Linked DNA regions of Mus musculus: regions 1, 2, 3, 4 and 5 are each linked to region 6. The links are chromatin contacts, called in public capture Hi-C and promoter capture Hi-C maps. All regions are on one chromosome and are shown on one strand. Each heading gives the region's core, a stretch centred on a gene start, on an enhancer-like site or on the middle of the called end of the contact. The rest is flanking DNA. Distances are from core to core; before and after follow the strand shown.

Region 1 (3,431 bases), core at 724-3,223, 1.1 Mb before region 6:
TTTACCTTCATTTACAAAAGCTAGTTCATAACTCATTAACCATCTATAGTCTCAACTGCTCTGGAAATTTGATCTAGGAAGACTGCTTAGTAAGCCCAAGGGTTCTAGATCAGCCTAGGCAGTACAGGAGAAAACAACTCAAAAAAAAGGTTCATATTTACGTAAGCTATATTCTTTTTTTTAATTTTTTATTAGGTATTTTCCTCGTTTACATTTCCAATGCTATCCCAAAAGTCCCCCATACCCTACCCCTTCCCACTCCCCTACCCACCCATTCCCACTTTTTGGCCTGGTGTTCCCCTGTACTGGGGCATATAAAGTTTGCAAGTCCAATGGGACTCTCTTTGCAGTGATGGCCGACTAGGCCATCTTTTGATACATATGCAGCTAGAGACAAGAGCTCCAGGATACTGGTTAGTTCATAAAGTTGTTCCACCTATAGGGTTGCAGATCCCTTTAGCTCCTTGGGTACTTTCTCTAGCTCTTCCTTTGGGGGCCCTGCGATCCATCCAATAGCTGACTGTGAGCATCCACTTCTGTGTTTGCTAGGCCCCGGCGTAGTCTCACAGTAAGCTATATTCTTTATCTATTTATGCACTTCAGTGTCATGGTGTTTGACTGGTGGGCCATTAGACTGATGAGACCGTATACTTTCTTTTGATCCAAGAGGAACTGTGACTCTGCACATTTGCATCTTTCAGGATGGTTATTTCCAGAAACTACAAAACATTGTACTTGGACACAAAGGAAAAAATTTATTTATTTATTTATTTATTTATTTATTTATTTATTTAGGACTGGGTCTCACTATGTAACTGGCTCTTCTGGAGCTCACGATATAGCCTGGGCTGGTTTTGTTTTTGTTTGGTTTTGTCTTTACTAGTGACTCTAATTACAGCTATTTGGGAGGCTGAGGAGGGAAGACCTATCTCAAAGAACAGAGAGGACTAAGTAAACTACATAGAGAACGCCCCCTGCCCTGCCCTGTCTATGGACAGGAAGCTAATTCTGTCTCAGCTGAGCAATACTGATTCCTAATAAACAGTTGTGGCCATCTCCCAGCTTCTTGTTTTCCTCAGTCTTCCCAGGACCTTTTAAACATCTAGTTCTCAAAACAGGTCCACTTAACAGAGAAAACAAGCCCAATTTCAAAGCAGAGCAAATAATCAAAAAGATAAACAAGAACTCTTAACTGTGTGTGAGATGCTTGTGAGAATTTTAATATTTATGAGGGAGCCCCAGAGTAGCCTTTGGCCTGTCCTAGTATTAGCAGTCCTCATGGTGTTTTATACTGGAGGTAGTCTGAGGCCCTTTTGGGGCCTCCACAAGCTTTACTTCTGTGTGTCATCACGAAAGAATCTAAAATATCCTTACATTAACATGATCCTTCTTTTTCAGTGAGCTATTATTAAATAATGTAACTGGAATGTGTACTGAAAAAAATCCAAGTAAACTGCTACAACTTTCTTTTTTTTTTTTTTCTTTTTTTTTTAAACCACACACATTAAAAATCCCAACACTTCAAATTCCACAATCTTGGTTAAAATATGCCAAATATAGCTTGCAATAGTAAATGACCTTTCCAAAGTGGCACCCGCAAATTAATTGGTGCGTGAACAAAGAACCTTTTCTGCAGCTGCATGAATGTTGCCTTTTTTTTTTTTCCTTCTTCACAAGTACGATTTTACAAAACAGCCAAAGCGCATGTTGTAAATTGACAAAACGATAACACACTTTCTGCGAAGGCTGGGGTGGGTACGGGACCGCGGGGTGGGCAGGGGGCTGCCTCCTGGCTGGGCTCTCTTCTGGTCCCCGGCGGGGGCCAGGCCGCCCCTCCCCCGCTCCCGGCTCAGGTTTCAGCCTTCCGAGTTGAGGAAACTTGCTGCAGGCGGATTGGCGGCGAGCTGCTCCCGGGCTCCGGCGTCGTCCCCGCGCCCACCGCTCCTTTGTGTCCCGCGGCCTCGGCCAGCAGCCAGCTCCCCCGCGCGCCGGACTCTCGGGGCGACACGTGCGGGCCTCCGGCCCCGCCGAGCGGAGGCGGAGCCCGGGCGGAGGCGCGGCGGCCAGGAGCGGCGACCAGGGACCGCAGCGCTGCCAGCGCCCGGCCGGCCGCTCACTCCCGGCCCGCTCCTCTGCGTCGGTAGCGCCGCGTCGTAGGAGCGGGAGGGCCGCGGCCGGGGATGAGCTGACTGCAGTGAGAGCGTCGCCCGGGCCCCCGCCAGGCCGCCCGCTGCCATCTCCGCGCCGCCCTGCCAGCCGCGATCATGTACGTACGCGTCGCCGTTCTGCCACGGTCTGGGTCCGGGACGTGCCACGCGCCCTGGCTGTACCCACCCGCTCACCGCGCCCCTCTCGGCCCCGCAGGTCCATCCACATCGTGGCGTTGGGGAACGAGGGCGACACGTTCCACCAGGACAACCGGCCGTCGGGGCTCATCCGCACATACCTGGGAAGAAGCCCGCTGGTGTCGGGGGACGAGAGTAGCTTGTTGCTGAACGCGGCCAGCACGGTCGCGCGCCCGGTGTTCACTGAGTACCAGGCCAGTGCGTTCGGGAACGTCAAGCTGGTGGTGCACGACTGTCCCGTCTGGGTAAGGGGCAGTGGCTGCGCGGTGCCCAGGAGGAAGGAGCTTGCCTTTTTGGATCCCTCCTCCCCTTGTTTCTTAATTTCCTGATTGCCTGGAGAGTTTTTTTAGTTTGTTTTTGTGTTTTTACATTTTTTGGCAAATCCCATCCTTTGTTACAATTTGGAGGTGGTGGGGGCAGCCCAGTCACGTCTGTAAGGTAAAATGGCCCCAGGGCAATATAGAGCCGTTACTGTGTTTCAAGACTTGTTCTTTAGTGGATGGACAGCTGACAGTTGAATGTGCCAACCCCAAACAGGGTCGCGAAGTTCCACTGGCCAAGAGTCATGTTTTCATGTCCACCTCGTGGAGGATAGGGAGATGTGTTCTATAAATACTGCCCTTTACAGCTCAACGTAGGCAAAAATACTCTAGACAGGGACAGGTCAAAAATAGTATGGGAACAAGGGAAAAAAGAATGGGATTTGAGAACTAATTTTAAATGGCTTATTTGTTGATTATTAACCTCTGAAAAGACTAGTTTTTAATAGTGCTAATGCTCATATATTAGCCTTTTGTTTTAGTGGTTAATAAATTGGAAATACCACTAAGAACTTAAATAAATCTTCATGTTTATGATAGTTGAATAAAATAAGTCTTAGCTTGTCTCTTGAGTAGCTTGACTCTGAAGTGTTTGATAAAAGGACAAAGAAGACAGCTCCCTGACTTACAAATATCTTCATAACACAGTAGCACTATGTATTTCAAGTGTCTTCATTTAATTTTAAATCTGTGATTTCTTGCTGATATTGTAGTTATATATTTTTCAGCTAAAGATTACTATATATACATAATATATAAATGTTTA
Region 2 (3,408 bases), core at 665-3,164, 1.2 Mb before region 6:
AAGGTAATATTTTTTAAAATAGGAGGAGGAGGAGGAGGACATGGGGGAGAAGGCCAGGACCAGCTTGTCCTATGGGTTTTGCAAGGCCACAACTGATTCTGGCAACCCAAGCAGCAGTGGTTGCCATTTACCCTGGAAAACAACTATTTTTTTAAAATCAATATTTTATCAAGTCTTTCTAAAGTTCGATGGAATAAACTTTCAGTGGTAGAATCTTGGTATATTATTTATGAGAATATTCCAACAAACTGTGGAATTACTTTGAGAAATAATTGAACTAACGTTTGGTAAGGCAGTCATGGGTTGCCAGGTGCTGCTCAGAAATGAAAGACTGGAGCACACGGTACCAAGAAACTCTTCATTGTAGCCACTGTTCCTCTTCCTTCATGTTCCAGCAAAGAGAGACATCAGCATCCACACACCCTCAGACCCTACTGGGCTCTTCTAGATGATACTGGCACCAAAGGCATGAAAAGCATCTTATGTGATACATTTATAGTCAGGACCAGAACTTTGCTCAAAGTTATCTGATATGCCTTAAATTGGTACTAATTCATCAACTGGACATATATTGACTGATTGATATCTGCCATGTATCAGGACCAATATGAGGATCTGGATAGATAATGAAAAACGACACATGTCTCCAGCCAAAATGATAGACCTTAGGAAAATGAGATTTCTACAGCAACCAGCAGGGTGGTACGAATCCTACCAAGTCCCCCTAATTCATGCATCTGTAGGTTGCAAACATTCCCACAGCTTGGGAAGCAACAGACACCCATTCCTCCCTGGCCCAAGACCAGGAAGTACAAGAAATTTTACTTTCACCATGATTAATTTGATGGATGCACAAACTGATGCTTCCAACGGGAAAAGTGAATTGTTTGTGAAATGAGGCTAAAAGTGGCAGCATTAAATCTAAACCATTTCCTGTGAACTGGATTTCTTTTTTAAAAATTGGCTGCTGTATGGTTTTCTTAGTCACCTTTTCTCTGGGCTTATTGGAGGCGTAGTCCCTCCCAGCAACCTCCCATCTGCTGGAAAACAGAATCAGGAGACAGAGAAGCCCGCGTGACACATCCATCACTAGAAGAAAATACTAGGAAGGACTCAATCCATGAACCACCATTTGTATAAAAATCTGGTAGTACTGTCTTCAGACTGACAAAATGAGTTTTGCATCACTGAGAGGAGAGAGCGGCTGCCATCCCCTGATGCTAGTAAAGAGAGTACTGGAAAGCATCTGCAGACCTCTCTGTTCCTAATTGCCAGGCAAAGGGAGGGCCCATAGTTCTCTCCGGATTAAAGTCCTAGCACTGCAGGCAGAGGAAGGTATACCCCTATCAAAGGCTCACCTAATGACTCTGCTCAAAAAGCTATTACTACTATTTAGGACTGGTTGTAGTTCTGTGGTAGACTGCTGGCCCAGCAGGGTCGGAAGTGGAGAAATAGAGGAACCCTGCTTGGTTTCTTGTGTCCTTGTATTTCTCAAGCTAGCGCAGACGTATGGCATTACAAAAAAAAAAATTCTTTTCTTTTTTTTTTTATCAAAAGTAGCATTTGTAATTTTTCCTGTTAGCAATCACACAATTAATTGTTGGGGGTGGGGATACTATCTCAGCCGAGGAACTATCTATCTCATAATTGATTCTGAGTTAACATTAGTTAGCCTTTGCAGTGGTCACATGCACAACTTTCTTTCTGGCTATATGTCACAGGGCAAGATTTCCAGAGCCTAGAGGTCCACGGATGCCACTGAGGGAGGCGGCTGTGTGGATTAGAAAGATGCTCTGCTGGGATGGGGGGGGGGGCAGTGGGGAGGGGGAGGAAGCGAAAAGCGGAGAAGGTGGAGAATAGGGATCATGTGTGTTCCTCGAATATACAACCCACATTTGAGTGACAAATACCAAGAACAACCTATACAAACAACTAAGCGCAAATCCACGCGTATCCATCTCACCCTGGGTGTGTGTGCTTTTTCAACTAACTTTGGGAAATCGCCGAGACCCAGCGGTGTGGCCCGCGCCACCTCTCATAGACTTTGGCCTTTTAAGCGGTATCTCTCTTTCCTCCGGATTAAGGATGGAAGATCCTTTCAGCCTCGCAATTCTGAATCCCGCATCCAACCTTTCTGTACCCACTCAGCCAAGCTGGAGTCTCAACCTGACTTCTGAGCAAGGAGCCTCTGTCCCAGGACCGCATTCGCCTCCACGCGGGCCACCCAGCCACCGGATCCATCTGGTCTTCTTGGGGATCATCCTGGTGGCCGCGGTAGCTGGCAACACCACTGTGCTCTGCCGCCTGTGCGGCGGTAGCAGCGGACCCTGGCCGGGTCCCAAGCGTCGCAAGATGGACTTCCTGCTTGTGCAGCTAGCAGCGGCTGACCTGTACGCAAGTGGAGGAACAGCATTGTCGCAGCTGGCTTGGGAGCTGCTGGGCGACCCGAGACCGGCTCTGGGCGACTTGGCTTGTCGCCTTTCCCATCTGCTGCAGGCATCGGGGCGGGGCGCCTCCGCCCACCTGGTGGCGCTCATTGCCTTGGAGCGCCAGCTCGCGGTGCGCATTCCTCAGGGCCCTCAGTTGCCAGCACGTGCCCTGGCTGCCCTGAGCTGGCTGCTGGCTCTGCTACTGGCGCTGCCTCCGACCTTCGTGGTGCGCTGGGATGCTCCTCCATCTTCAACCGCCAATGCCTGGCCAGGGAAGCATTGCTGCAGGGGCATCTTCGCGCCCCTGCCGCGCTGGCACCTGCAGGTCTACGCGCTCTATGAAGCTATCGTGGGCTTCGCGGCGCCGGTCGCTCTCTTAGGCTTCTCTTGCGGCCACCTGCTGTGTGTCTGGTGGCAGCGTGGGTCTCAGGCTCCGGTGGCTAGGATGCCCTGGTCGCCCAGTATGGCCAGAGCCTCCTTGCCCAGCGCGTTGCCCCAAGCCAAGGTGCAAAGCTTGAAAATGAGCCTGGCGCTGGCACTGCTCTTCGTGGGCTGCGACCTGCCCTACTTCGCCGCTCGCTTGGCAGCCGCCTGGTCATCGAAGCCCGCGGGTGACTGGGAGAGAGAGAGCCTGGTGGCGGCGATGCGCGTCCTAGAGGTGGCCAACAGCGCCATCAACCCTTTGATCTACCTTTTCTTCCAGGCGGGCGACTGCCGTCTCTGGCGGAGGCTGCGGAGGCGCCTAGGAGTTCTGTGCTGCGTGCGGGAGGAAGAAGCCGATATCAGCGAATGGGCTGGGGACCACCAGGCACTCCACCGCCATCGCTGGCCCCACCCTCATTATCACCATGCCCGGCGGGAGGAGCGGAACCAGGGCTGCCTGCGCCCACCCCCGCCACGCCCCAGACCGCCGCCCTGCTCCTGTGAAAGTGCCTTCTAGGAACTGCTGAACGGACAGGTCCTTGGCCACTGTAGCACA
Region 3 (3,833 bases), core at 830-3,329, 1.2 Mb before region 6:
TGAACCTGTAAGCCAGCCGCAGTTAGGTGCTCTTTATAAGAGTTGTCTTGGTCATAGTGTCTGTTCACAACAGTAAACCCCTATCCAAGACAAACATTGTTCTATAAAATATCACTGGTTATCCTAAAACTATATAGTGAACAGAATAGTATGAAGGAAACTAACACTGAGCTATTATTCTGGACTTCTCTGTGTTTTACTTGTTGGGGCTCATTTTGTAAATATTTGGATAAGCCAGATATGATGGCACACACCTGTGAGTGCTGTGACTTGAGAAAACTTGGAGGGTGATTTGAGAGAATCATTTGAGCTCACAAGTCTGAGATCAACCTGGATAACACAGCAAAACTTTGTCTTGAAAGAAAAAAAATGTATGCAACACACCAGGATAAGTGAACAAGACCCCTGAGTCTCAGGTCCCCAGTCCTTTGGGGCACTGAAATCACTGTGTTAGTATGTTAAATACAGATTTCAACGTCCAATTTTGGATTCACAGTGTAATAATTTTGGAAGTTAGTGATCCTGTGAACATGATGAACATGCCTAGGGTCCACCAGATATTCTGTAAGAAATATGGAAAGGACCAACCCCACAAGGTGACACAGTACAAGAAGGACAAGGATTCTTTGTAAGCAGCGTTATGACAGGAAACAAAGTGACTATGGTGGACAAACTAAGCCTATTTTCCGCAAAAAGGCTTCTACAAAGAAGATTGTGCTGAGACTGGAGTGCATTGAGCCCAACTGCAGATCTAAGAGGATGCTGGCTATTAAGAGATGTGAGCATTTTGAATTGTGAGGCGACAAGAAGAGAAAGGGCCAAGTGATCCAGTTCTAAGCTGATTTTGTTATGAATAAAATCTTGACCTTTCACTCCCTCTGATTGCAGTTGGTCTTTCTGGGAGGGAAAAAATGAAAAGCTTTCAGAAATTAAAAAACAAAAATATATATTGAATCCTTTCTAAGATTTTTACTTCATTGATCTGGTATACTGGGCAAAGTTGCTTTGTTATTGTTTTTTGGTTTTGTTTGTTTTAATTCCTAGGCAGATCTAAAGCCTAGCCAAGATTATGAGCTATTGAATCAAAGGATCATTAATTTTAAAAAATCCTTATTATTCTGTGTGAGCAGGGACATGCATGCTACAGCATAGTTTGTTAAGTCAGTTCCTACATCATTAAATGAGCTCTGGGCTACAACTCAGGCTGTCCCGTTTACAAGCACCCTTACTCCATGAATCATCTTGCTGGCCTCTTTTTTCTTTTTTCTTTTTTTAAAGCAGGGTGTCTGTGCTGCCCAACACTTGGGTTCAAGTGATCAACTTCAGCCCGGGTTGTGGGCTCTATAAGAGCTTGCCACGTGCCAGTTTACAGAGAATGCTTGCAAACCAGTAAGACTCATTTAGCTTGCACCTCTGAGCATAAGTATGGGGAGTTCTTATTGTGTTGCTCTTAATGTAACACTGAAAGAGAAATTGAAAGTGAAAACACACCATCTCCCCTTAAATCTAGTAATTTTTAAAAGCTTTGGTATACACAAATACTTAACCTATTTGTATCTCAAGCAATGAGTTATTTGTGTTAAAGAGAGCATATTACACATGGGAGCCTGTATGGTGTAGTGTATGGAATTGGACCTTTGGGTATACAGTATATGGCTGTAAAGTTTTCCCATGTTCTAGGTATTATTTCGCTTAGGGATGAGATTGCTGAGTGCATTTAAAATTTGGATAAATTTAGAGTGAGTCCGATTATCGTTCTTTGAAAAAAGAAAAGAGAAAGAAAATGATGCACCTACTCATATCCCACAAGAGCTAGAAAAATTCCACAAACAGGACAGCAGCCTGATGGAGGGACGGGAGGGGAGCCAGTACTTCCTAGCACGTGACCCCTGCCCCGCCTCCTCACAAACTCGCGTCGCGCAGGCGCAGGACGCAGGGGCTGCGGGAGCTGGGTGTTGAGGGCGGGGCGAGGACCCCAGCACAGTAAGTTAGGTTCTCGCGGTGCGGGAATTGGGTGAGGGGAGCGGGGCGGAGATTTCTGGCACGCTGCTGCTTCCGGTCGGACACCGCCCGGGCCTGCACTTCCTGCGTCCGCTGGCAGCGGTTCCGAGTCCTCGGGTGTCTGAGCAGGGAGCGTTTGGACCCTCGTGGACTGGCATTGGCAAGAGCCTCAGTGAACTGTTCGCCTTGACAGTTGGGCCACAGCCGGGACCTGCAGCCATTTAAATAGGCTTTTCCGCACTTGTGCCATAAACTATGAAAGCGAATCCTTCTGACGTCCCACGCACCCCAAATATTCTCCTGGGATGGCCGTCGGGACGACTGCTGGTTGCCGTGCTGTCCCTAGCGCCGCTCAATCTAGCAGCTGCGGCCTGTCTTCTTAGCAAATAAAACTGGTTTGAGAACTGCTAAAGCCATGGGGGTGGCTACCAGCCTTGCTGCGCTTCCTGCGGTTGCACCCAGCTGTATAGAGTAGAGGTGCCTTAACGTGGTTGTCCTCTGCACACCCTATGATACAGGCCTCTTAGGAAGCAGTCCGGGATTCAGACGCTGGTGAAACGCCTTGTCATCTTTAATACCAGACATTGGCAGTAATTCGCTCAGCTGCACGGCTTCATTAAATTGGGCAAGTGTTTTACTTTAGATATTTGTGAAGACAATCTTGTACATTAGCATTCCTACATAAACATTCAGAACCATCTTTTCCGATACATGTGTGCACTGCGAATATAAAACTCTCTATACGTTTTTGCCGAACGGTTTTTGTGACTTTCAAGATGATTTTCTTTCAGGCCACATGTTTTTTGTTTTTTGTTTCTTTTCTTTTATAAATCGCTGGCTGCTAGTGACACGAAAGTTACACCAAGCAACATATGAGCTTACAGATATTTAATTTTGTGAGGAGTAATGAACATTTACACGCAAAGTGTCCAAGCGGTAGTGAAATGTAGCTAGTCAAATGTATTTATTATCATCAAACTGCTACTGACTAAAGCATTTCCCTTCCCTGAGCCTAAAAGCCAGGGTGTCACCCTGGAGATAAGCACTGTGATAATTTGTGGGCCAGGTCCCCACTCTAAGAGTCCCTGAGTCATTGCTCAAGAGGAGTGACACATGAGTGTGAGTACCTTTAATTTCATGTCTTTTGTCTTCAGTGACTTTATACTTGAATGAATTATCTACATTAGAAAGGTGTTTAAAACTGTCGGGGCCATCCACTTATCTAAAACAAATAGTTTTATATGGAATTCTCACTTTAAGAAATCTAATTTTAGGGATCTACGAACAACAAAACAGTTTTTATTTTTAAAGACAATGGTAGAACAGAACATTTTTTATTTTTATTTTTTTTTGTCAAAAACTGTATTAAAAATTATGTTCTCCAGCACTATAGCACTTTAAAAACAGTGATTTTGGAGGGAGAGCCAAGGCATTATTTTTTTCCTAGTAGGAAGACTACAGCAGCAGGATTCATAACTCAACGTGACGTTCATTAGCTTCCCTGGAAAGTATCAGTGCTGCTTCTCCTTCTCCTTCTTGTTCTTCAAGAGATTTCTTTTTTATTAGATATTTTCTTTATTTAAATTTCAAATGTTATCCCCTTTCGTGGTTTACCTTCTGAAAACCCCCTCCCACTGTTCACCAACCCACCTACTCTTGCTTCCCAGCCCCGGCATTCCCCTACACTGGGGCATCGAGCCTGCACAGGACTAAGGGCCTCTCCTCCCATTGATGTTCAACAAGGCCGTCCTCTGTTACTTATGCTGCTGGAGCCATGGGTTCCTCCATGTGTACTCTTTGGTTGGTGGTTTAGTCCCTGGGAGCTCTGGAGA
Region 4 (3,345 bases), core at 201-2,700, 1.3 Mb before region 6:
AACGAGCTGCTCAGTGGAAGTTTTCCCACCAGGGAAGGTGAAGTATGGGCTGGACAAGCTAGCAGGGAGGACCTTTATATGCCCCACTTCGTGTCTGATGAAAAGTACTAGAAACCTCTTAGGTTCTAGCAGCCCTTTGAAACTGCGTCCCTAAAATACCTATTCCACCAACCTGCTACAGCGCCTGCTCTCACTGACACCGCAATTACAGAAAGAAGAAAAGGATGTGCTCTGTCCTCAGAACAAGGGCCTGCAGAAACAGAGCCTTCAAGGATCATCTGTGTTCAACGAATCATTACTATGCAAAAAAAAAAAAAAAAAAAGAATACCAAATGTAATTTTTATAAAACTAAGCACCAGTTGATATTGTTTCTGTAAAGTATGTCCTACATTCCAAATTTACTCAACACAATTCTGGGGAGTGTGCCCTGTTTAGGAGGTAATCTACTTAGATAAGCTATTGAAAAGTTATTTAACCTCTCTGTTTTCGCATCTGTAAAGTAGTCTAAGTGAAGATTAAGGAGTACATTCCACGTAAAGCATGCTACACAGTAAATATACAGTAAAGCTTAACAGACACTAAACACATACCGCTCTGTATTAGATGTGTAAGGTGTTTTATTACAATTAATCTGTACACAAGGCTGCCAGATATGAGAGTTGAGATTTTAAATAAATAGCATTACTCCTCCTTTTCCTGCCAGAAAATCAACACAAGTGGTGTAATGTACAATTATATATACCTGAAACTTATCAGTGAATAATTTGACTTGAAAATAGAAACGTGCTTCTTCCAGAATTCTCCAAAGGAATCTAGCAATCAAAAAAAGGAACAGCTGATTATTCTATACCCAACAATGTTACTCCGAGCATACATCAATTAACCGCACACTTCACACAGTCCACATCTGTACCTTTTAGAACCGGTCCCTATTGCTACTCCAAAGACAAAGAACAGCCAAGCTGTTCCGTATCTGGAACCTGAAACTTATTAGGCCCGCTCTTCAACCCACATGAGCATAATCCTTACAGGTCGGCAAACGGAGGAAATACGATGAGGGGGGCTTCCTGACTAGGGTTCCGGAACGCAGCAGAAATCCACACCACTACCCAGACCACACACGAGGTGACCTAGCCTAAAGTCCCATATAGGCACAACCCAATCCAATTCAAGTGACAGAATCACTGCCACCTCATCACCGCCAAGTTCACTTTGTCAGCGAACATTCAGCCCCGCACAAAAGGAAGACAGCCCGTAACATCACGCTCATGCTCAGTATTTTCTCCCCCTAAATACCACTTCTACTGCCTTTAGATTTCAACTTCTGCCAAAACCGAAGCGATCAGAACCCACCTGGGCATGTGGGACTGCCACAAAGTACAAGTCTGAACAACGCATGCGCGCTTCCCCAGACATCGCTTGAGTGAGAGGAACTGGCAGAGCTATCATTAGCTCGAAATTTGATTAAAACGGTCTTCACATGGGCTGAGCGCGATTGGTTTTTGCGCATGCGCCTGCCCTTGGCCTGATGGGAGGTGTAGTTTCTAGGTGCCGCTCATATTTACTTCTGTATTTGTAAGCCAAACTTCTAGTCTTGTCCCTAGAGTCCGGCCCCTGCTCATGACTGGAGAGCAGGCTACAGGAGACCCGCTCAGCAGCCGCTTCTGAACGGCCATGCCCGCGATGCTGTTGCTGTTGGTGTCGGTGGTCGCAGCGTTAGCACTCGCAGCACCGGCCCCCAGAACACAGAAGAAAAGGATGCAAGTGAACCAGGCGCCCAACGTGGTGCTGGTCGCCAGTGACTCCTTCGTAAGTACCCAAAGGACGGGGAGCAGACACCGCCCAGAGCCTGTGGAGAAACATCACAGGGAACAGGACCCTGGGGTTGAGAGGTCCCGCATGCGCACACCTGCAAGCACGCATGTGCATACTAATAAAGTAGTAGAAAGAAGCCAGTCTCTAACTCCTGGGCTTTGCTCCTTGAACTTTATTCACTAGACCAGCAATTCTCAACCTGTGGCTCTCGATCCCTTGGGAGAGGTCGAGTCACCTTTTGCAGAAGTCACCTAAGACCATCGGAAATATCAGATATTTACATTACAACTCATACCTAACAAAATTACAGTTATGAAGTGACAACAAAAATAATCGTATGGTTGGGAGAGTCACCATAATATGAGGAACTGTATTAAACTGTTGCAGCATAGAAAGGCTGAGAACCACTAATCTAGACATTCTATACTTGTGTTAGCACTGATTTAAAGAAGTTATTTGTGTATGCATCACCTTAAATTTGATTTAAATTCATATGGAAAGTGAAAGGACCTCGAATTGGGAAGGGGAAAAAAACATGAAAAAGAAGACTGATTTAAAAAAAAAAAAAAAAAGCTTTTAATTTCAAAACTAATGGTAAAGCTACAATAGCCACAATAGTACTTTACATGCAGAACAATAAATATTCAGACCAGTAGAGTAGAATTAAGAGTCCAGAAATAGTCTTATAAACAAGTAGTGCTGGAAAAGTAAATATATACATGGAAAGGAACAAAATTGGGTCCTGCCTTCCACCATGTGTAAAAACAAAAGTTAGTCAATGATTTAAATGTAAAAGCTAAGGCTATAAAACTCCTTCAAGACAATGGAAGTGTAAATTGTCATAATCTTGGTTTAGGCAATTTAAAATGAGCCAAGGATTTGAAAAGACATTCCTACACAGAATATACACAGATAGCCAATAAGCCCATCATAAGAAGCTTAGATTCATTAATCATTAGGGAAATGTAGCTCAAACCAATTGATCCCCATAAGGATAGCCAGAATCAAAAGGCATAAAAATAGGAGGAAGTCATGTGAGATGATATGGGAAGAGCCAAGGGTGGGGAGGAGGGAATGTGGAGGTAAATATGATCAGAGTATGAAACTGTTGTGCTTGGCCTGTTGTTTTTTACAGTTAATATGTCAGTTCTTTAGTACACACACACACACACACACACACACACACCATAAACAATAACCAGAGTTAATGAGAATATGGAGGAATTAGAAACCTCATACACGGCTGTTGAGATGCTTTGTAAAGTGGTGTGGCCACCTTGGAAAACCATTTGACAGTTTTTACAGTGACTAACTATAGAGTTACTATGCAATGCAGCAATTCTATTCCTAGATATGTATGCTTGTGTTTGTGTCCAAGAGAAATGAAAACATAGTCTGCACCAAAGCTTCTACATGACAGGATTATTCTAGAAGATGAGAAGTTAAAACAACCTAGATAGCCATGTACTGGTAAGTGTATAGATGGAATTTGGTAGTATTATTCAGCAACCAGAAAAGAAATCCAAAAC
Region 5 (3,608 bases), core at 659-3,158, 1.0 Mb before region 6:
AAGGGGATACTCTAAAAAGACCACCCATGCCTCTCCCTTTAGCTATCAGACTGTGTAAAAACAAAGAACCTCAAACACACCCCCACCCCCACCTTCACCCCAAACCAGAGCTGGGAAAGGCTGAAATCCTGGTGCTAGTCAGTGGAGAAACCCACCTCACAGGAAGAGAATTTCACACAGTTCTGACCCCTGGAGAGCAACTGGACCTGAGACTAAGGTGAGTCAGGGGTAGTGGGGGAGGGGTGGGGCTGGGGTTTTCACCTGGACCTGGCCTGCAAACCCCGGGCTTTCCATTTAAGAAGATGACAGGAGATTCTAGTTAAGAAGGGAGATGGCTCGGCTAGTAACTCATCAGTAAGTGCTTATGCATGAGAGTGAGGACCTTAGTTTGATCCCCCAGAATCCACAGAAAAAAGTTGGGTGCAAATCACAAGCTGGGGAGATCTAGATAGGAAGATCCCAGGGGCGTTCTGGCTGCTAGCTAGTCCAGTCCATCCCAGCCTGTGAACTCCAGATTCAGTGAAGGACGGTGTCTCACCAAAGTAAGGCTGAGAGTGATTAAATAAGTCATCCAACATTAACCACTGGGCTGTTGTGTAAACAAGGGTACACAGACACACACACCATACATTTTATGGACTTGGGCATCCATGGACATCTGTATTTTTTCAGCTTCCCAATGAAGCCTCACTGAGGAAGTTTCTTTCCTCTGCTTTTCACTGTCACGCGTCACTTTAGTTGGTATTGGAGGCAGGTGGCCAAGGTTCTTGGCTTGTTGGGGCTGCCTCGGCTTTGTCCCCAACACTCCAGTTAACTGTACAACAAGCTCACTTTCCAGCACTGGAGTCTGTTGAGCTGGGCATTCCAGCAGCAGCCCAGGCACAAAGAAAGCCTTTTCTGAGGAGGAAGGTGTTCTTAGAGAGCTGCATATGGATTTGTGGAACAGGACTTTGAAGCGCTCCCTCTAATCTTGCAGCCTGCGTCACTGAGGATGGATCTCCAAGGCAAGAATCCATCAGATCATACAGTAAGTTATCATGATAACCAGACCTGAAAATATCCTACAATTAAGGCAGCACAGGCAAAAATGGAGTCCAGGATTTACTTTTCTAGTGGGTGGGGCTAGGTAAGAATGGACAAACTAGGTGATAAAGAAAGAAAGCCTAGTGCAAAGAAAAGGAAGGGCCGCAGACCCCACTACATGCTAACAGGGGGAAGAGAGTGCCTATGGCCCCCATCCATAACATAAAAGCTAGAGATCACATCCAGCCTCGAAGCTGCCTCCTGCCTTGCCAGAAGAACACTGCCAGTTCAAAATAGTGCTTAAAACAAAGCCTTCAGATAAACACTTAACTGCCGCCAGCCCAGCTGTCAGGCCCACTATCCACACACCAACCAGCGTTCTGCCTTCTGGTCCTCCCAGGCAGTCCTGCTGCCCACTCATTTGAGCAGTGTCTTCCCTTGAGTCCCTCCCCCACACCCTGCAAAGTCCTCTGGCTGCTTTGAAGGACAGAGCCCAGGCAACGGCATCCTAGAAAAGGCACAGCTAGCTGTCTACAAAGCTCTGGAAAGGAAACAGCAACACCCCAGCGCTTCCTTAGCATTTAAACACACTCACTGTTCTCGCTCCGGTGAGCTGTTGTAAATAATCTTGAATCGCACTGGTGTTGTTAGTGGCTGTGATGTCCACAAACTCCAGAAGACCTTGTTTGAAAGGCAGTTGACTGAGGATTTCTTGGGTCTTTCTGCAGTAGGGGCAGGTGGGCTTGATGAACACGACCACCTTCCCAGACTGGATCTTGCAGTTCACAAACTCCTGAGCCATGCTGACAGGCTGCAGCTTCTCCAGGGAGGAACGTGCAGTTGAAAGTAATGGTCCGGTAATGCAGCGGCGCTTAGCCAGCAGCTCTCATTTAATAAGGAACCTCCTTGGAGGAGGAGTTACCAAGTAGGATGCTTCAGTTTTAAAGGGCCAGCCCCAAAGTCAGTTCATTTTGGTATGAGTCAGTACTTCCTAGGCCTACCATTGCACACTGGCTGTGTAAGCTATAACAGGCTGTCTTGTGTCCTCCCCAAGAACAGAACTAAGTCACCCTCTAGGGTAGCAGAGACAGCGCAGACCAGTTTCTGGGTAGGAGGCCCCAGGTCCTCTTAGAACAAATTCTCTCTCTCTCTTCTTTTGGAAACACGGTTGTTTTGAAAAATAAAAACACAACCATTCAGGAAAGCTTTGGCTCTTCATAGGATGTGGGGACTGCATAGTGATTGGGCCTTGTGGGTTGCACCGGCATGCTTTCTTTGCCCTGTAAGGTGGGTACTTGTGTGATTAGTGGACTTGGTTCTTGACATGTAAAAATGTGCTTGTCTGTACTTTCTCTCTGTCTTTAAAAAGTGGGGTGCCATGCTCTGAGTTCATGGTGAACAATGAGCCCTTTTCAGTGGGGTAGATTTGTGACTGAACTTTGCCACGGGGCCTACCTGTGAAGCTAAGCTTTTTAATAGGTCTCTCTTACTCCAAAAGCCTTAGGGCTGGTGACCTTTGAATAGCAGTTCAGTAAGAAACAAATTCTCCCATAACCCCTGACCTGAGATTCCAGACAGAATGTGGATCTTTTCCTGTCTGACTTGTTTTGACAGTGAGCTGAGGTGCTTTGGGAGGTGGTGCTGAGGTAGATAAGCAAGTCGAAGAGAAAACTCCTGTCAGACTGAAGCACCTTTCCAAGCAAGCAACCAGCTCCACAGTAGAACCAGAGTATCTTACAGGAGGTCAGACTACAGTCATGTCCTGGTGACGGCTCTGGTGCACATTGTGACCAAAGAGAAGTAAACTGACTTCTGGGGGCTGCTTTCTTTGTCACTCTCACTGTTACCCACATCAAATGGCAAAATAACAGTCAGATGGTAATAGTCAGGGCCACAGAAGAAGCGGAGAGAGAGTTCTGCCAACGGAGAAGCGGCCTGGCTGCATGGCTGAGGTGGCTGGCCCATGGCAGGGTTGTAGACCTCTCAGCCCATAGCTTCCCACAATTCTGAACAAGTTTAGGGCTAGAGTCTTAACTTTCTGGCAACCTTCTGATGCCAGCTGTTTCAAGGACCTCTTGAGGGTTCTTGCTGTTCACATGACCCTGGGGAATAAGCACCCAGCTCAGGCTGTTCCTTTAGAGTCTTTCTCTCCTTCTCATTTGTCTGGTCTTTCCCTTCCTCCTTTTCCTAACAATCTGACTCTCTCATCTATCTCAAAGATCATTTTGAGAACCACCATGATCTTCGGTCTCTTGCATTCTGCCCTGTCTCAATATTTGCCACTCCTGTTTTCCTTACCTCCTCTTTGTTGCAATCTGACCTCCTTATCTCTCTCTGCCTGTTGAAATGCCTCAGTTACTTAAGCATCCTAGAACCAGTGTGAATTTATCATGTGCAGAAATGTGGGGACCTCCCAAGAGACCTGTATAGAGTCACGTGGGGCTTGGAGTCTCACTTTATGCCTAACTCCAAACTCCAGACAGATGAAGATCCTTGTCTGAGTATACTGTTTCTATAATTTTACAACATCTGATTTGCAGTCTACTATATTTACCTGAAATCTTATAAATGATAGTACCTGGATA
Region 6 (3,477 bases), core at 491-2,990:
CAACCAATTTTTGCTAATGACAGTTTGTACACCAAAAATGTTCCAATTCTTTGTATGCATTCTTGCACTGCTGCCTGTCCTTTGGAATACTGGTGACATTGTACATATAGCACTTCAAGAAGAAATGCATATAATCCAAGAACATTGCTAATTCATTTGTGAGAAGTTGAGACATATCCCTAAAATTGAAGGGACACTGGACAACCATAATTCTATTTATCCAAGCTCCTTATAGCATGGCAAATCTTGTTATGCAACGTGGCTTCTTTCTTGTCAACTGTCTAAAATCGAGCTCTCTAGCATGTTGACAAAGCCTACAAATGGCAATGCTATTGTGGTGACACAGGCTTTTCTGTGGCTGGCACCAGCCAGCAATAAATAGCTGTAGGCTGACAGGCCCTTTGGATGAGCACTCAAAAGGTTTGTTAAATTTCACTTCCAGCCCCCAAACAGGAAGTACTGCATAAAATGAAGCCAAGGCAAAAACCAACCCAACCTCAGAAACATAGGCTCCAGAAAGGAAGATGACTTTAATACCTGTGATTCTCTGCTGATTTGCATTAGAGCAGGCAGGCTTCTGCTCGAAAACCCTTAGTACATTTACAGAATTGGCTACATAAATAATCAAACACAGGATATAACACACACACAAGTACACGAACACTGAGAGACCAATTTGTTTTCAAGATCTTCTCTCTTATTTGTAGTTCAGATTTAGGCTAGATTTGAATTAGTGACAGACTGCAAAGAAGTGTCTAATTCTTCAAATTCTTAGAAAAAGGGGTCTAGGCCACGCCCCAGTCCAGCTCTCTGGTTGCACAATCACTAGATTGGTCTGGACAACTCCACCCGGGAACTGCAATCTCCAGCTTCCCCTATTTGCGATTCACTGAGAACCCTGCAGCTTGGGGGCTAGTCTGGGGGAGGGTCTTGTTTTACAAACCCTGAGCAGACAGTGTTGAATTCAGCTCTGGGTTGCTGAGAAGTTGGGCTCTCTGCAGTGAGCCCAGGGCAGGAAGGGGAGGGCCTAACTGAGCTGGGCGAGGGCTCAGGGCTGGGTCGGAAAAGCTGCCTCACTGAGCTGTCCCGCTCCTCCTGTCCCGAGGTGGCTGCCCGCTCCTCCCTCCCCCCCGCAAACAATTTCGCTGCGTTTTCCCGGAAGCTGCGCCCGCAGCGGCTTCACCGAAAAATGTCCCAGCCCGGCCCGAAGCCTGCCGCCTCTCCCAGGCCCAGTCGCGGCGCGGCAGCTCGCCACACCCAGGAGGTGAGTCGTACTCCAGACTGAGCCGCGGGGCAAGCGGCAAAAGGCCTAAGTCCTGGAGTGTCCCGCCGCAGTCTCGGGGCGTTGCCCCTCTTTGCACCTTCCAGAGTGGGAAAGAGATCAGAACTCCATGCCTGCGGGCAAGCAGGTGGCTAAAGGCTCTCCGAATTGGGTAGTGGCAGGAGTTGGGTGGAGGGACTCCTGGAGCAAAGCGGGCTAGTGAGACCCAGGCAGTGAGCATGGGCATGGAGGCAGAATAAAGTTGACTTGGGACCTCCGGAGTGGGCTCCTGTGGCTGGGCAGAAGAGTTCTGACCTCCGTGTGAAGTCACCCCCGCGCCCCCAACCCTAGCCCTCCATTTAGGGAGTGGCAGCTGAAAAACTGACACACACCTCTTTCCTAATTAGCTTTGGGATGGGGCGGGACCACGCTAGCTTGGGCGGGCCCTGTCGCTCTTTCCCCTTGTGCCCTCCCACCCGGCAGCTGTGTCCTGTGCGGTGTCAGCCGGGTCCCAGCCAAGCAGAGTGTCATCGTGGTGCACGTTCTGCGTTCTCGAGAGGTTCCCAGCGGAGCAAGTCAGGGTTGTCGCGATGGCATTCGCAAGTTGGTGGTACAAGACGGTAAATAGAAGGGGCAAGGTCTGGGAAGGAAGTGTATTTACCTCGCTCCTCTAGGAAGTAGAGGAACCACGTCCAGAAGTTGGAGGGTCAAGGGCAGGGACCCGGTGAGACCTCCTTGAAGAACTTCTGATTAAGCTCGGGCAGAAGCAGAAGGCTCTACTTTCAGTGGTAATCCGGACTGGGCGCTCTGGGCGGTACAGTCTGGGCGGCGAGCTGCACCAAGCTCAGCTCGCGTTCCCAAATTGAATGGACAGCAATCCTTAGTTCCGCCCTTTGGAACACATACCTGGATAGGTAGACAAGAGGGAGGCACTGTAGCCCAGGTTTAGTTTTTCAACTGCTAAGTAAAGATAAAAAACTTACAAAGAAAAGAATGGTCAAGCAGTTTCAAACTCGAAAGAGGAGGGTGGAGAATGGGAAAGAAAAAAAAAACCATCAGGGAACAACTGATCAATTTTCAGGGGCGGGGGATGGGGAGAGAGAAATGAGTATAGCTCACTACTCTATATAACTTTATAAGAGGACAAACGTGTTCCTTTTGGTTAGTGCACTGAACGTCTGTCCTACCAAGTATGTTATACCCAATCAAGCTGGAACTTGTAATGTTTTGAAACCAGGAAGCATAGTTTTAGCATTACATTTTTTTAAAAAACCAACAAAAACAAAAGAGTTCACAAACCCTGTGGTTACAGAGAGTCATAAGTTGATTTATGGCGAGAATTTCAAAATCTTCCTTCCTCCCAGTAAGTGGTATGGAAAAAAGATGCAATAACCAGATAATCTTTGCAACTAGAAACCTGGGGTTAGAATTAGAAAGTAGGCATCGAGGACTGATTGATCATCTAGGTGTGCTAGCCTTCCGGTGCACTGTAGAGTTCTTAACTCAAGTGGCAATGATTTCAATGTGTCAGTCTTTGTAAATGTGTTTCCATATCTGTAAAATAGCAGATGTCTCCATAAGGACTAGATTCAGCAGGAGATGACATGCCACATACATGTTTTCAGTGATGTTTCTTTGGGAAAGTTCTTCCTCACACTTTTCTGTGCTATTTAAATGTATAGTTTTATTTATTTTATATATTTTATTGATTATTTTATTTATTTACATTTCAACTGTTATTCCCCCTTCCTGGTTTCCCCTCTGCAAACCCTCTATCCCATCCCCCCACCCCTGCGTCTATGAGGGAGCTCCACCACCCACACACCCACTCCTGCCTCACAGCCCTAAGGTTCCCCTACACTGGGGCATCCGTCCTCTACAGGAACAAGGGCCTCTCCTCCCATTGATGCCAGACAAGACTGTCGTGTGCTACATATTCAGCTGGAGCCCTGGGTCCCTCCATGTGTACTCTTTGGTGGTGGTTTAGTCCTAGGGAGCTGGGGGGGGGGGGCTCTGGTTGGTTGATATTGTTGTTCTTCCTGTATATAGTTTTATTAATGTGCTAAGAGCAAAGGTTTGCTTTGAGTCATGATTGTTCCAGAATTCTTATCAAGATGCACTCATTAAATTATCGGCAAATATGGGTGGCAGATGTTCAACTAACATCAGATTCCTCTGTCCAAGCTTGGCACTGTCTAAAGGAAATTGTGCCAGGT

The links. Promoter capture Hi-C pulls out the DNA fragments that hold promoters and counts their contacts. Capture Hi-C pulls out chosen DNA fragments and counts their contacts.
Region 1: a promoter capture Hi-C map of liver shows a contact between it and region 6, with 4 times the contacts expected there. The contact joins the promoter of Rhobtb3 here to the promoter of Cast in region 6. A contact is called at or near these places in 12 of 39 promoter capture datasets (the 3T3-L1 cell line, 3T3-L1-derived adipocytes, cranial neural crest and 7 more) and 2 of 9 other capture datasets (adipose tissue and liver).
Region 2: a contact with region 6 is called in a promoter capture Hi-C map of liver, with 5 times the contacts expected there. The contact joins the promoter of Gpr150 here to the promoter of Cast in region 6. A contact is called at or near these places in 8 of 39 promoter capture datasets (the 3T3-L1 cell line, the C10 cell line, cranial neural crest and 5 more) and 2 of 9 other capture datasets (adipose tissue and liver).
Region 3: a contact with region 6 is called in a promoter capture Hi-C map of liver, with 4 times the contacts expected there. The contact joins the promoter of Rfesd here to the promoter of Cast in region 6. A contact is called at or near these places in 12 of 39 promoter capture datasets (the 3T3-L1 cell line, the C10 cell line, cranial neural crest and 7 more), 1 of 484 Hi-C or Micro-C datasets (CD4 T cells) and 3 of 9 other capture datasets (adipose tissue, liver and macrophages).
Region 4: a promoter capture Hi-C map of adipose tissue shows a contact between it and region 6, with 5 times the contacts expected there. The contact joins the promoter of Ttc37 here to the promoter of Cast in region 6. A contact is called at or near these places in 10 of 39 promoter capture datasets (the 3T3-L1 cell line, 3T3-L1-derived adipocytes, the C10 cell line and 6 more), 1 of 484 Hi-C or Micro-C datasets (B cells), 1 of 115 datasets of contacts at active chromatin or transcription factors (large pre-B cells) and 2 of 9 other capture datasets (adipose tissue and liver).
Region 5: a contact with region 6 is called in a capture Hi-C map of macrophages, with 8 times the contacts expected there. The contact joins the promoter of Glrx here to the promoter of Cast in region 6. A contact is called at or near these places in 12 of 39 promoter capture datasets (the 3T3-L1 cell line, the C10 cell line, the HPC-7 cell line and 7 more), 7 of 115 datasets of contacts at active chromatin or transcription factors (the NIH/3T3 cell line, acute myeloid leukemia, cardiomyocytes and 4 more) and 4 of 9 other capture datasets (adipose tissue, liver, macrophages and 1 more).

Annotation. Positions count from the first base shown.
Region 1 is chr13:75,942,366-75,945,796 of GRCm38.p6, reverse strand. Rhobtb3 (Rho-related BTB domain containing 3) reads left to right here and starts at 1,973. Exons shown (of 12, transcript NM_028493.2): 1 at 1,973-2,266; 2 at 2,365-2,590. The coding sequence starts at 2,265.
Region 2 is chr13:76,055,502-76,058,909 of GRCm38.p6, reverse strand. It overlaps Gpr150 (G protein-coupled receptor 150), which reads left to right and starts at 1,914. Exons shown (of 1, transcript NM_175495.2): 1 at 1,914-3,408. The coding sequence starts at 2,086. The coding sequence ends at 3,369.
Region 3 is chr13:76,016,808-76,020,640 of GRCm38.p6, reverse strand. Rfesd (Rieske (Fe-S) domain containing) reads left to right here and starts at 2,079. Exons shown (of 4, transcript NM_178916.5): 1 at 2,079-3,120. It also overlaps the pseudogene Gm4165.
Region 4 is chr13:76,096,839-76,100,183 of GRCm38.p6, reverse strand. Ttc37 (tetratricopeptide repeat domain 37) reads right to left here and starts at 1,450. Exons shown (of 44, transcript NM_001081352.2): 1 at 1,355-1,450; 2 at 744-813. It overlaps Arsk (arylsulfatase K), which reads left to right and starts at 1,524. Exons shown (of 8, transcript NM_029847.4): 1 at 1,524-1,810. The coding sequence starts at 1,676.
Region 5 is chr13:75,838,186-75,841,793 of GRCm38.p6, reverse strand. Glrx (glutaredoxin) reads right to left here and starts at 1,908. Exons shown (of 3, transcript NM_053108.4): 1 at 1,619-1,908. The coding sequence starts at 1,825. It overlaps Gm41005 (a long non-coding RNA gene), which reads left to right and starts at 726. Exons shown (of 2, transcript XR_873685.2): 1 at 726-1,027.
Region 6 is chr13:74,806,223-74,809,699 of GRCm38.p6, reverse strand. It overlaps Cast (calpastatin), which reads left to right and starts at 1,740. Exons shown (of 31, transcript NM_009817.4): 1 at 1,740-1,881. The coding sequence starts at 1,852.